Regions from separate parts of the Mus musculus genome. Here all the other regions are linked to region 1. A link is a contact called in public Hi-C and HiChIP or PLAC-seq data. All regions are on one chromosome and are shown on one strand. The core of a region is the stretch at or near the end of the contact, and the rest is flanking DNA. Distances in the headings are between cores, read along the strand shown. Region 1 has its middle 36 kb from the start of Gm40423. Region 2 overlaps Nubpl (nucleotide binding protein-like). Region 3 has its middle 29 kb from the start of 1700031P21Rik.

Region 1 (4,378 bases), core at 1,265-3,764:
GGAGTTGGGACTACATCAGCCAAAATGACATCAGAGAAAGAACTCTAGGACATATGTTGCAAATGTGATGTTTGTAGGCAGGTTTTTATGGACATAATATATATTTCAATCTCCTTTAATCCATCAGCCAACTTTTAGGTCAATTCTATCTTTGGGCTCATTTCATGAGAAACTGAGACAGAAAGGAAGGTTCAGCAATCTGCTCTGTGATTCATTGCTCACAATTGGCTGGATTCGAGGATCATTGCTTGGCCCCCATGTCCAAGCCTTTCCACTGCTTCCTAGACACGTTCAAAAATAGCTTCCAACTTACCTCGGCAGACTGTGTTTGTTCTTTGTGTACAGATAAAATTAGTTAGTCACAAGCACTTACTCTAACTGTCCAAATTAACACTGCACATGTGTCAAATGGACCTAAACTGTTGCTGAAGGCAGGGGAACCAGGAAGCGGGCGATCTCTTTTCATTCCAAGTGATTTGGATCAACACCAGCCTTCAAGATTTCTGCTATGGAGATAAATCAGGGCCTGTAGTAACCCGAGTCTCACCATATTCAATGTCTAATTTTTGCTAGGAATCAAGGACACAGCAGCTAAAACATGACCTGTGTTGGAGCCTGTACAAAGTCACTATGCATTACTTAACTGCTACACATTGGCCCAGAAGTATTTCATTAACAACACTCTTGCTGTAGATTCTATCTAGTTACCATAGAAACTTTGAAGGAAAAGCTTGTTTGTAACCCTTGGACTAGGTTCATTATGCAGCTCTATAGCTCTATTTAAAGATTCCCCTTGTTATTTTAAACTCTTCCCTTTCTGCTTGCTTGTTTTCTTCTCCTGCTAGACAGCTCAGTCAAATCCATTCATGACCTTCAAACAGCCACTCACGTGGTTTTCAGGGCACAGTTCCTGAAGGTGGATGTCTATAGCCAATGGCGCTTTTCTGTGTTTATCTGTGAAATAGACTTTGGTTACCACAAGATTTTGGTTGTTGTTGGTTTTTTTGTTTTTTTTTTTTAAAGCTGAAGTTTCACTTCATCAAAAATAAAAATGAACTGTCTTGTTTCTATTCTCTCTGTCAAATGAACTTCCCATCCAGTCCAGGTCTTCACAGAAGGCCCCATGAGTCCCCACTCAACTCCTCAGACATCTTTTAAGTAGGAAGTGTCTGCTTTCTAGAAGCTCTGAGTCTTCCTGTCCTCCCACCAGCCCTTTCCTCCTGGAGTTGCCAAATACAGCACTTAGCTGTGCTGGCCTCTACAGTTTCCCCTCCCCTGGGGTACTCATATCTCAGAGCACTTTACAGCCAGTGGGCCCCCAGGAAGTGAACTCCTGCCTGCCTCCCTACTAGGCAACATCTCCCAACAGGGTCCCTCTGTTCTCCTGCCTGATGTCCATTTGGCCCACGTGGAAATTCCCATCTGTTTGCAATTGGTTTTGTTCTGCAGGAGAGAGGTGGGTGTTGGACAACTGGGTTGCATTTATCAGGGTCATTCAGGGTCTGGTTTGGAGGGAAGGTTGGGGGCCAGATGTGGAACACTTCTAGAGGCTAAAAAGTATAACCTGTGGAGTTTAGAAGATTGTTTGGAGGGTTTTTGATTTTGGTCATAGAAGGAGTTGAGGTCAGATACCACAGCTGAGGGCAATTCCACATGAACGCTATGTGTCCCCTCAAAGACAGATCCAGTCTTCCAGAGAGAAAGTAGAGGTTGGGGCCCTGTGTCCAGGGCATACCTGCCTTTCCAGCTGACTTAACCCCTCAAGTGAGGATACAAATTTGGCATAATTTCATAAGTCCACTGAGGAACACACTGCGGGAATTCGTGGACTAACTTTTCAGATTTATTTTCACTATAAATTATGGATTTCTTTTTAAAGCAATGTCTTTATTGAGATATACTCTCTATCCAATAAAAGACCCTCTAAACTTTGTAATTTAGGGTAAGGGGTAGACAGTACTCGCCTAGCTTGCACAAAGTCCTGGGTTTGACCCCCAGCTCTGCTAAAGTATATGATACAGGGGATTTGGGTATTTGTAGAGTTGGGCAAATATTACTTCTCTAATTTTAGAATATTTGTATCATTCTACTCTAAACATTCTGTAGCCATTTATCCCAACTTCCCACTCTCTTCCCTGAGTCCTCAGAAACCAACAACCTGCCTTCTGTTTCTGACCACAAGTTTCTGGCCACCACCCAGTGACTTTAGGTATCCCCGTAGACAAACGCAAAGCCAAATGTGCACCGGGATTGATCACACTCCTCAGAAACCATTGCTGTGTTTCTCAGGCTCTAGCAAACCCAGCCTCATTCTCCCTATCACTGAAAAGAACAGATGGCTGAAGCCGTCTCCAGGCCAAGGCTGTGCCTCTGTATTGCCAAACATGCTGATGAGCCCTGTAACTCAGCCCGGAGTCACTAGGAAAACAAATGCGGAAATACCTGGACAGCGCCAAAGCAGCACAGGCATTTCCCAGCTCTCCCGCCACACCACGTTGCAGCTGCATGGGTGACTCCTGACACAGTGACCCTTAGTGGAAATGGGTCTGTGCATGCCAGATGACTCAGGGTCAGGACTGGCCTGAGTGGACTGGCAGTGCTAAGAACGGGCAGCGGTGCTGATTTCAGATGAAGTTCCCAATATGAGTAGGTGAAGGGGCTGGAGCCCGAGGCCTCAGGGCTAGGGAACAGATTGTTCATGAGCTAAGTAGACAGCTAAGCACTTAACACGAGGAGCACAGGGAAGCAGCAGCATGGACCGCAGGAGGCTGAGAGCTGCCGCCACCTCGCTTGGGAACAGCAGCCAGTTCAGGGGCTGCTTGCTGCTTGGAAGCATTTTTACAGGCACAGAGGATCTGTGGCACTCTGAATTGAGAATCCCTGATGGAACACAACTGGGCGGGTGTAGATCTTCCTGCAGCAGCTCAGCCTCTTCAGAAAAGGAAAACGAGTGAAGAAAACATTTGTATTTCCAAGAATACCATAGCAGCTTCCCTTGGAGGGAACACTTCATGATACAGCTATAGTACTTGTTAGCATGTGACTTTTCCAGCCCAGAGCATGGGCTTCTGCAAGGAGAGTCTGTGTCGTTTCATTTTTATAAGCTTGGCATATAGTAATTACCAGTAAAGCCTCATTTATTGGGTGAAAAATTTCAAGTATCTATTTCTAACGTTTTTTTCCCCCAAAGAACTCTGTAGCATTAAAAAAAAATCCTTCCTCCAAAAATCACTGTATTAAGAAGGGCAGTTAAAATAAAGTGCAAATGTGTGCTTTTAAGCATGCTATTCTTATCAAGGAAGACACAGTGCTGTGCGATGCATCCATGAGGAGAATCTGTGAGCTGAATAAAGATGTTTAAAACCATAGAAGACTGGATCTAAGACCATAGAGCCAGGCCCTTAACAACAAATACCTGGAATACATGTGAGCCCTCCCTTCCACACCTAGGAAAGACGCTGCCAATCATGTCTGGCTGTTTCCCACCAAATGTAGGCTTAAGTGTAGACTCGTCACCAGCACTTTTTCACAGGACTGTTCCTGGGTGGTTGGTGAGGAAACATACACAGTAACTTGTCAGCCCAGGACAGACAGGACCTTGAAACCCCTTGAGGTCATCTTGGGGGGTGGGGGTGGGGGGTGGGGAAGGGCACTTGAGAGGAGCCTACTGGACTCCTGAGATGCACAGCCTGTTGTCTGCATGCAGAGTGACTTTATTCTAATTCAAGGACTCCTGCTGCGACTGGATCTGAGGCCCAGACAGGCAAAGGTCCGGCTTATCAAGAGATTCAAGGACCGAGACAGCCAGAGCCTAGAAGTCAGGTGAGCCAACCAAGCCAGTTATTTTCAAATCTGAGTGTGGAGGAATAGGCAGTTAGCTGAGGAGGACATAAATAGTATTCATTTCTTCCCAGCTGGGTGAATAATTGCATCTACCCAGGAAACCTGCCTCAGAGACAAGCTGCCTGTTCCTAAGGATGCGCTGCCCATGCAGAAACACGGGTGGATACAATCTGATAGTACTAGTATCGTCTGCCCCTGTGACAGTGGGGAGGATAGACTTCAGAAAGAAGAGTTCCTGTCTGGATTCTGGCAAAGCAGAGTTAGGGAGAGATCTTTCTTCCCTTGGCTCCCAAGAAGGGGAAAACAGAAAATTACAGTCACACGCTGTATAACGTCTCAAAAAGCAGCAGACAGCACACAAGATGGCAGTCCCGGAGACTCTGTCATCTAGGGACATTGCAGCTGTCTTAGTTTGTGTGAATATATTCTATGATGCTCACAGGATTTTTCAAAATCTAGCCCTGTGGTTCTCTGAACATGTGACTCAACTGTAAGGATTGCCCTTTCTTTGGCCTTTGGTGTGAACCTGAAGTGT
Region 2 (4,378 bases), core at 1,273-3,772, 210 kb after region 1:
GATGACAGATGTCTTTTATCCCAACACTCAGGAGGCAGAGGCAGGGAGATCTCTGTGAGTCTGAGGCCAGCCCACACTACAGAGTGAGTTCCAAGACAGTCAGAGCTATGCAGAGCTATAAAAGTAAATAAATAAATAAATAAATAAATAACACAAAGAATGGCTTTAGTCATAATACATTTCTATAGTCTTATTCTAATATATACTTTTTAAATGGACAGAAAAACTCAAAACTGGGCTCAGTATAATCAACTCTTTGTCCTTTGATTAAGTTTTCAAAGAAGTCTAGAAACCATGCCTTTTTTTTTTTTTTCTTAAAGATCGTATTCTTTAAAGTACAAGTTTTTGGTGCCTGAAAGACTACTTTCTGTCCAATTGAATCAGTGTTCTTAATTCTTTTTGTTTGTTTGTTTGTTTGTTTGTTTGTCTTGGTTTGGGGGGGTATATTTTTATTTTTAAAATCATCATATACATGTTAAAAGATAGCATATACATATAACATATGTAAAAATACGTTTTTTGTAATTGTGCCACCTCCTTTCCCACTCATTACCCACATTGACCTTTGTAGACTCTCCCCCTCAGTCTCTTTTCCTCTTTCTTTCTTCCTTCCCTCCCTCCCTCCTCTTTTCTTTTCTTTTCTTTTCTTTTCTTTTTTCTTTTCTTTTCTTTTTCCTTTTCTTTTCTTCTTTCTTTCTTTCTTTCTTTCTTTCTTTCTTTCTTTCTTCCTTTCTTCCTTTCTTCCTTTCTACCTAAGGATTTATTGTTCTGCCAGCTACCCTGCCAGGATAACATGTAGCATTATCCAGTTAATGTAACTCAAGTGTTATTGAGGCACCTGTGAGATTACTAGCCACACTCCAGTTTCTGGGTGCTCCACCATAACTGTTACCCCAATAGCTCTACTCAACTGGTAGAGCAGAGGATTGTAGTATTCTTAATTCTAAATGCTTCGCAGAGATCCATCAAATCACTTTTAAACATGATGAGCACCTGATAAAGAATGAATATGGTGAGATATCAACTGACCACAATGACACCCAGTGACTTCACCTGCAAGTGAATGCATTCTCAGAGAACAGGTGCCCTGAAAGACAATACATCTTCTTGGTGTGCTTAGACAGAACTAACTAACTTAATTGTCTTAAAATGTCATTTAATACTGTATCTCTTGGCCTAATTGTCTAAGAGCCTTTGAAACTTACTGTATAACAAAGTACTTTCTATTATTTATATGTCAAAAGAAGAAAAATGAATAATCTCCTTAGAAACTGGCCAACTATGAATGACAACAAAGAAACTCATGTGTTGCAATGTCTTCTTGCCACCATTTGTGGCCACAGTCACAGATTCCTGCAGTTATCACGACTGCCCAACAAGAAGAATTTTAGAACTTGACTCAGTTAAATGCAAATACTTACAACTACTAACCTTAAACTGAACTCTGATAAGTGCCTACCTGTGATCTGTGGGTAGAATAATGAATATGATAGAGAAAACAGCTTGCATCACCGGATAATGCATGCTTTTGCTATGTACACTTCATATGAAATAGTACTGCTAATAAAACTTTATATATACTTATTTCCACAAGACATTAGCCATTACCTAATAAACCTCTATTCTTGCAAACATTAAATACAGAAAAGAACTTGGTTGTTAATTAAACACTGGGAAAAACAGGCCTATTATAGCTTCTTGTATAATCACTTGCCATTTGCAAAACTACGTATCAAACTCGTTTGGCCCTTCCCAGGAGAGGTACTTAGGGGAGTTCAAACATTTTCTTTTTTCATTTTATACAGGATTAAGCAGAGTTTAGCCCAACTCAAAGGAAAAATTCTTTAGGAAACCAAGGGCTGAGAGCATTCCTTATTCAAAAGTGAAATTCCATTGTCAGGGAAATCACTAATACCAACTATCAAGGGGAAATGTCTCATTCCTGTTGCAGGATCAGCTAAAATGAACTGCTTCTCTAGTTGCTAGGAAACAACCACTCATTATATGCCATTATCAGAGCCCTAGAGAGAAAAAACCTGGCATCTGCTCCACATTTGGGATATGAGAGACTGAACTAAAACCTCTGAAACTACTGCCAAAATCCCCAGTTCCGAGTGTGTGCTGTGCCGAGGCGGGTGTCCCCTTCTCCCAGACTTGGAAGTTTTCCCTTCTCCACTTCTTTCTCTAAGCACTATGATTATTTTTTTCCCAATATCCTATATTTCCAAACTTAAAGATTCTAAGAAAAAAAAAAAAACTTCCTCAGGAATCCTAACGGAGAAATTAAAAACCAGTTGTAATTCATGGAGTAGAAGACACTAAATTGTTCTACCTTTAAAGATTAAGATCAAAACAGAAAATAGAAAACACATTATCTCAAACATGAGGAGAATAAGAAGAAACAGTAATAAATTCAGTACTAATACATTCCAGCATTTCTCAGCCTGGTTTTCTGCTTTTATATCCTGACATACTTTTCTGCAGTGCATCACAGAATGCACTCCTGTTGGGTTGTAGGCAGGGTGGGTGGGGGGAGGGGGTTGCAGCTGGGAGCACAGAGAGGCCTTCCACAGGAGATTAAGCTGCCACTCTGTAGGCAAAGGCCTTCTTCATGGCTCCCCAAGGTGGATCTTGGTGAAAAAGAAGCAGTCCATGGTTCTAAACAGCTTATTGTCATGACGGAAAGTGGATGTGTAAAACCATGGCCCCTTTCTCAGGGTGGGCCTGAGATGAAATACCTTTGGCAGGAAGGAATGTCTGGAAAGGGAAGCTGACTGACTAAGCCCTCTGGGCCTCTAGATACCTCATTAGCATGAAGAACTCTATTTTGGGACAAGTCTCTTTTATGTGAGAAGCATGGCATGTGTTCCAAGTCAGGAGTCTGGCAGGGAGCTGGGAGTTACCTCAGCCTCAGGCATGTGCCCACCTAGTCTCTGGGTCTTGACCTGCTCTACCTTATCAAACTTCCTGCCATGGTTTTACGTCCTACACAGTCCCAAACACACCCCATATTTACTCACCAATCTTCTCCCTTCCTTTTAACACATGAGGTTCCAAGAAGACCAGGTGAAAACATACAGATATTTTACAAGAAATTGGCAAGTTGAAATCAATAAACTTCCAATCCTATCACTTCTGTATTCTGAGGATTAAGATATCCTCAGAAGCTAATGTAAATGGGTTAAAGTAGCTGCCAACTACTACATAGTGAAGGGTGTTTCACTATGTTAGAGTAATTCTTCCACCTCCCATTCATGGTCAGGGCATTGTAATGACTCCTTGCTGCATTCTGAACTCAATACTAACCAGTCCTTGGTATAATGTTGAATTTGCTCTCAAGGGACCTGCCTTACAGAAATGGCATGCCCAGCCTCTCCCAACTTCATTCTTGTTCCCATATTAACAGGGTCACTTCCTAGCAAAATATAGAAAAAAAAATACAGGAAGCTCATTTAAATACCAGATTCTTCTTTAAAGTGTGGACATGCCCTAAATTATCCCTTATATCTCTAGTACTCAACCTACCTGGATATCTCACAGTTTATCTAGCAACTTGGCTCCTACTCTACTGTGTGACACCTTGATCCTTGACTCTTTTCTCTGTGTATTAGATCTGACTTTCCTCACATAACTCCACTTTCAAATTCTATTTAATTCATATACTAAAATAACATTTTTTAAATAGTCTCAAATTTCTAATACCCTTACTTCTTCGAACACAACTAATTTACCTGGGACTCCGCACAAAGTTCCACATCACAGGAGAGTCTCAATTATTGAATCCCATCTGTTTTGCCCTGGCTCTAGATTCCTCCTGGCTATGTGTCTTGCACAAACAGAATTTAACTTCCTTGATTCTCTTCCAAATTGACTGGATATTTTCCCCTTTGGATTTTCTGCAGTGCTACTTCTAGCTCTAGATCCAGCACCAGATTTGTCCATAGAGTCTACGGCTTTACAGAGATACTATGGAGGGTCACAAATGCTTTGATGTTTAGCATCCTGGCTGCTACACTGGGACGGTGCCGTTCATCTCTTTATCTTCACTGATTCCTCTGGAAGAACCTAAAAGTATGTCCTCAGCACGACTGTGTTGGGGATTTGATTTGTGCTTACATGGGAATTCTGTCCCTGCCAACAGTTGGTTTTTTGATGGGTCAATCAAGAGCCAGAGGCCAGTGGCTGGGCAGAGGGACAGAGGAAGGACTTTGAGGATTCCCAAGAGGAAACCAAGTCGCTCCCATATACAGGAATTTAAAATGGTTTAGGAAGTAGATTGGGCTGTGGTTTAAGGAGGAACTAGAGTATTGCATTATTCATGAGAAGGTTAGCTAGAGAGGAACTCCCTAATTAGAACCATGACTTAGGCATGAAAGCC
Region 3 (4,378 bases), core at 798-3,297, 180 kb before region 1:
AAGTTGAGAAGGTTATCACTCATTTGAAAGACCATCTTTTTGTTTTTTTGTTCTTTATATGATCTCTCAGGTGCAACTACAAGAGGAATGACAGACACTCAGGAAGACAAAGTTCACAAAACTGATAGATCTTATGGATAGGACACACATGCCGCACAGAGTAAAACATCAGGATGGTCAGGAAGCAAAAAAAAAAAAAAAAAAAAAAAAAAAGGAGCAAAGGGAAAGCATTAAGCCAATGCTTTTATTGGTGTTTAAGAAAACACAAGACAAAGTACAGTTTAGGATTAGCTACTTTGTGTAATTTTGGAGGCCTCTAAGCTACTTTTCTGGCAACTGGGCCCTGGAGTAATCATGGCATATATTGTCTACTAGACTGATAGTCAAACAGAGGCAATATGCTTCCTGATTAGTTTGGATACCAAAGACTTCTACATTTTCCATTTGATTATACAGGGTCTTTCACACCATAGGTATACGTTGAGGGATGGAGAATGTACGACCAGGGCAGGGGAACAGCACAAGTGATATGTGTGCTGCCGAACTCTGCTCAGGTGCAAACCCAGGTGGATTGTCCTTACTTTATAATGGGTTGCTGTTATCTGTTTGCACTGAAGTCTACCAAACTCATCTCATTGTCAGCTTGACACGCATGGTTGTCATGTATTCCCGAGTCTAAGAACATGTAGCCTTGTTTCAGATAATGTGGTCTTGTTTCAGAAGCTTACTGCATGTTCCTAAGGTACATTGCATACATTCATTACATCTTCCCTGCTACTTACCTCTCCACTATGGTCACCTACATGGTACAGCTCAAGAAAGAGGTGTCAGAACATAAACGTGTGTTTTCTGAGAAGTTTTCCTTGATTGTTTTGGGTCTGGCAGGCTCCTCTTTGTGAGAATAGGTTTTATCAGAATTCAAAGTAGATGTAGGTTAGATTCAAACTATGGTTAATTTTGTTCTGTAAAACGCTAGAAGTCTGAAGCCATTTTGCATCTCTGCTCATGGGGTAGGTAAGAATGCTAATGGCATTAACTCTGGTAAAGGTCAGGGATGTTGCTAGAGATCTTACAATATACAAGACATCTCTCAATACAAATAACCATCGTGTCCAAATACCAACAATGCCAAAGCTGAGGGGCCTTCGTCTCTGTTTTGTCTTCAAAGGCTATAAAAAGTCCAGCAGATGGACTTTTATATACTGTGCCTGTCTGTAGTAGGGGACAAAAGATGAAGCACAATTCAAAAGACCTGTTCTTTCTTATTCCTTAGGTCATAATAACTTATAACTGCATTATTCTGCTGAGCTGAACCTTGTAGGACTGAGTGTCCTGCATATCCAGTGATGTTTTTAGTTTTTTTTGTCTTTATTTTCTTTTTCGTTTGCCTGAAGACAGTATGACAACACCAGCTGATCATATTTGTATACCTATATGAAATTTTTAAAAAAACTTTTTATATCTGACATAATCACATACTTTTCCTTTATTCTGCATTGTTTTTTCAAAATTAACTCTTAATTATAAATTTCATTACATACAAATGGTTATTTGCATTTAAATTCATGAAGATTACCTCAGCTATATTCTTTTGAATTTTGTTGGCAAGTTTATGTGGGCTTGATCAATCTAGTAAAGGCTTTAAAGATTTAGTAAAACTCACCTGCAAAGTCAAATGGATGCATGTAAACTTGGAATTACAAGTACAATTTAATGTGGCTCTTTTTTCCCCCAATGTAACTTCTAAAAGTTCTTTTATTTACTTCAGATCATGTAAAGCAGCAGTCTGAATCCCTTAAAAATACATTCTCATACAGAAAACCTACTTAATCCACAAGGGATATTAATTGTATGTATGTATGTGGGTGTGTGCATGAAGGCATGTGGGGAGGACAGATGTTATTGTAGTTTTCTCCTTGTACAAAATGTGTTCTAGGGTCCAACTCATTATTAGACTTGGCAACAAGCAGAGCCTACTCACTGACCAAAGCCCCACTTTTGTTGGACGTTAAATTCTAAATAATCTTGTTGTTATGCTTTGGCCCTTGGACTTTGACTGAGCAAACAAACATGGTTATCTAGTTCTAGCTTAACTTGCAGTCAACTGGTGCTTTATGCTCACAGTAGATGCTTGCAATCACATAGAATAGCTTTTGAACAAAAAAAGTCGAGCCTTATACAATGTGAATTCCACAGACCATGATCACTGAGGGTCACTTTGGAGGCTGGTTATAGTTAACATCATTTTCATTCAGTATCTAACAGTTTTCAACATGGAGTTCTGGGTAAATGCTTTTTCAAGGCCAATTCATTCATTTTGCAAGAGTAAATTCTCTGATCTGCCATCAAGTTTATTTTGTTATGACCAGAGGATATAGTTGTGAAGAAGATATATGATCTTCTGGCGACTTTTCCCTCTATATGCAATATAATTTCTCTACTGATTAGAAATACCAAAGCACAACATGTTTTCTATGAGTACACGTATAGTCTTCTCCATTCTGAACTCTCCAATGTCCAGTGAAAACACATGGTCTGAATGTTCTGCTGAATTGTCTCTTCCATATGATTTCTCTCAAGAATCTAAGTACTGGTGAGTGAGGCACACATGCTTGAGACAACTCATTAAGTGGCATATATCTTTGCAATCTGATGATCCTCAAAAAAATCTACTAAAGTGTAATATTTTAATGATTAGCAAATACTATATAATCATCACACTCAAAATTCTTTAGGTTATCCTTCAGAATATAAATAAGAACCTTCATATATCATGCTTCTTATTTATTTCCTATAACTAAAATTTTACTTCAATCTGTATTATGAATAATCAACTATTACATACAGATACAGAAATAGATTGGAGGCTTTAATTTTACTAACAATCTATGCCAGTGATCAGCCAACTAAATTCTACTGGCCTAATAATTTAGTTAGAACACTCACATTCATTTCTATTTTGTTAATGGCTACTTACAGACTATAGTTAAAATAAGTAGTGCTATAGTGATCAAATGGCCTGAACATTTTAATATATTTATTATCTGACTTCCTAAAGGAGAAAAAGGGCTAATTCCTGATCTATACCATGGAAATAATAATTTTAAGGTAACAACAGTTATTTTGTAACTGAAGTATTAGATAAAACAATTTGCATTTTTAAAGTACAGTTAGAAAGCCTCACTTACAAGGTTCTAACTAAAAGGAAATATCCCGCAGGCATGTATGACTGCCAAAAAATGGCAAACAGAGGAGAAATTTTAAGAAGTAACATGGGAGGATACAGCTAGCTTTCTGTTTTTCTGTTTTTTTAAAAATATTGTGTTATTTTTAATAATTTAATCTACAAACTTAATTTGGACTCCTATATAAAAAATGATAGTAATACATATTGTTTCTGATCCTAGTTATCATTTCTTGAACACCTAAATTTATCTGGACAAAATGAAAGAACAAAAATCAGGAGGAAGAGCTTCAAACATAAAACTGACAAAATATTTTAGATTTAGACAATAGTGACCAAAGCATTCACAATTCAAGTACGTACACACACACACACACACACACACACACATGATCTAGTGAGGAAATATAGATAATTAAAAAGACTTGGATCAGTTGGTAAATCTGTATTGCTTATGTTGAAGAAAAAAACAATATAAATTTGAAAACATGTTATGTTAGGAGAGTCCATTACTAAATTACTCATGGTGACTTTACCAATTCAAGAAACCAAAAATAAAATCTGCACTATGGTGATTAACAAGTTTGGTTTTTCAACCACAAATTCTTTGACAGCTACTTACAGATGTATATTAGGCATGTATATATAAACACACAAATATATATTTGCAAATTTTAACAGTTCTAACAACTGGTAAGCAAGAAATGTCAACACTGTAATACTAAATATAAAAAATGTTAACTTCCTCTGTCATTCACTGGTTTTCCAAAATCAATTTGGCTACTTCTAAAATTTTCATAAAAACTAATTTCTCACCATTCAACTAAGATGAGAATATGAAATCCTGTGATTCCCCTTTTCTCCATCCTCCAGGAAAAGGAATAATTGTGTCTATGATATCCTCTCATATATAGGATGATGATGAGTCAACTAATATTTCTCCAAGTTCATTAAAATTATATTTTAACTGTTTTATAAAAACTAGGGTACCTGTATCACAGCAAATCACTGAATTTAAGAATATATGTTAAAACCAAACAGATCCTATAATAAAAAATGGTTTGGTGTACTTTGAAGAATGGTATCCTCCTTAATTAAATATTACTTACGGGTTTTTGGTAACTGGAAAAGCCTAAGAATTCAAATCCAAGATATGCATAGGTATTTAACTCAAAGAGAACTCACCAGATCCAT

What was found. A called contact is a pair of places that touch in the nucleus more often than the background predicts. HiChIP or PLAC-seq counts read pairs in DNA pulled down with a chosen protein or histone mark.
Region 2: an H3K27ac HiChIP or PLAC-seq map of epiblast stem cells shows a contact between it and region 1, with 2.3 times the contacts expected there. The contact joins two enhancer-like sites. A contact is called at or near these places in 1 of 484 Hi-C or Micro-C datasets (nephron progenitors), 1 of 115 datasets of contacts at active chromatin or transcription factors (epiblast stem cells) and 1 of 9 other capture datasets (embryonic stem cells).
Region 3: a Hi-C map of liver shows a contact between it and region 1, with 2.1 times the contacts expected there. The contact joins two enhancer-like sites. A contact is called at or near these places in 2 of 484 Hi-C or Micro-C datasets (the N1E-115 cell line and liver) and 1 of 115 datasets of contacts at active chromatin or transcription factors (embryonic stem cells).

What each region holds. Positions count from the first base shown.
Region 1 is chr12:52,394,722-52,399,099 of GRCm38.p6, reverse strand. No RefSeq gene overlaps it. Among named protein-coding and RNA genes, the nearest start is that of Gm40423, 36 kb to the right of the region's middle. Within about 2 kb of position 2,514, at least 97 of the 459 cell types and tissues checked have an H3K27ac peak or open chromatin away from gene starts, as enhancers often do. A contact at or near this core is called in epiblast stem cells and liver, where this site is marked.
Region 2 is chr12:52,184,790-52,189,167 of GRCm38.p6, reverse strand. The region is part of intron 6 of Nubpl (nucleotide binding protein-like); the gene reads right to left. Among named protein-coding and RNA genes, the nearest start is that of Nubpl, 89 kb to the right of the region's middle. Within about 2 kb of position 2,522, at least 68 of the 459 cell types and tissues checked have an H3K27ac peak or open chromatin away from gene starts, as enhancers often do. A contact at or near this core is called in epiblast stem cells, where this site is marked.
Region 3 is chr12:52,571,215-52,575,592 of GRCm38.p6, reverse strand. It overlaps a transcript of Arhgap5 not described here. Among named protein-coding and RNA genes, the nearest start is that of 1700031P21Rik, 29 kb to the left of the region's middle. Within about 2 kb of position 2,047, at least 1 of the 459 cell types and tissues checked has an H3K27ac peak or open chromatin away from gene starts, as enhancers often do. A contact at or near this core is called in liver, where this site is marked.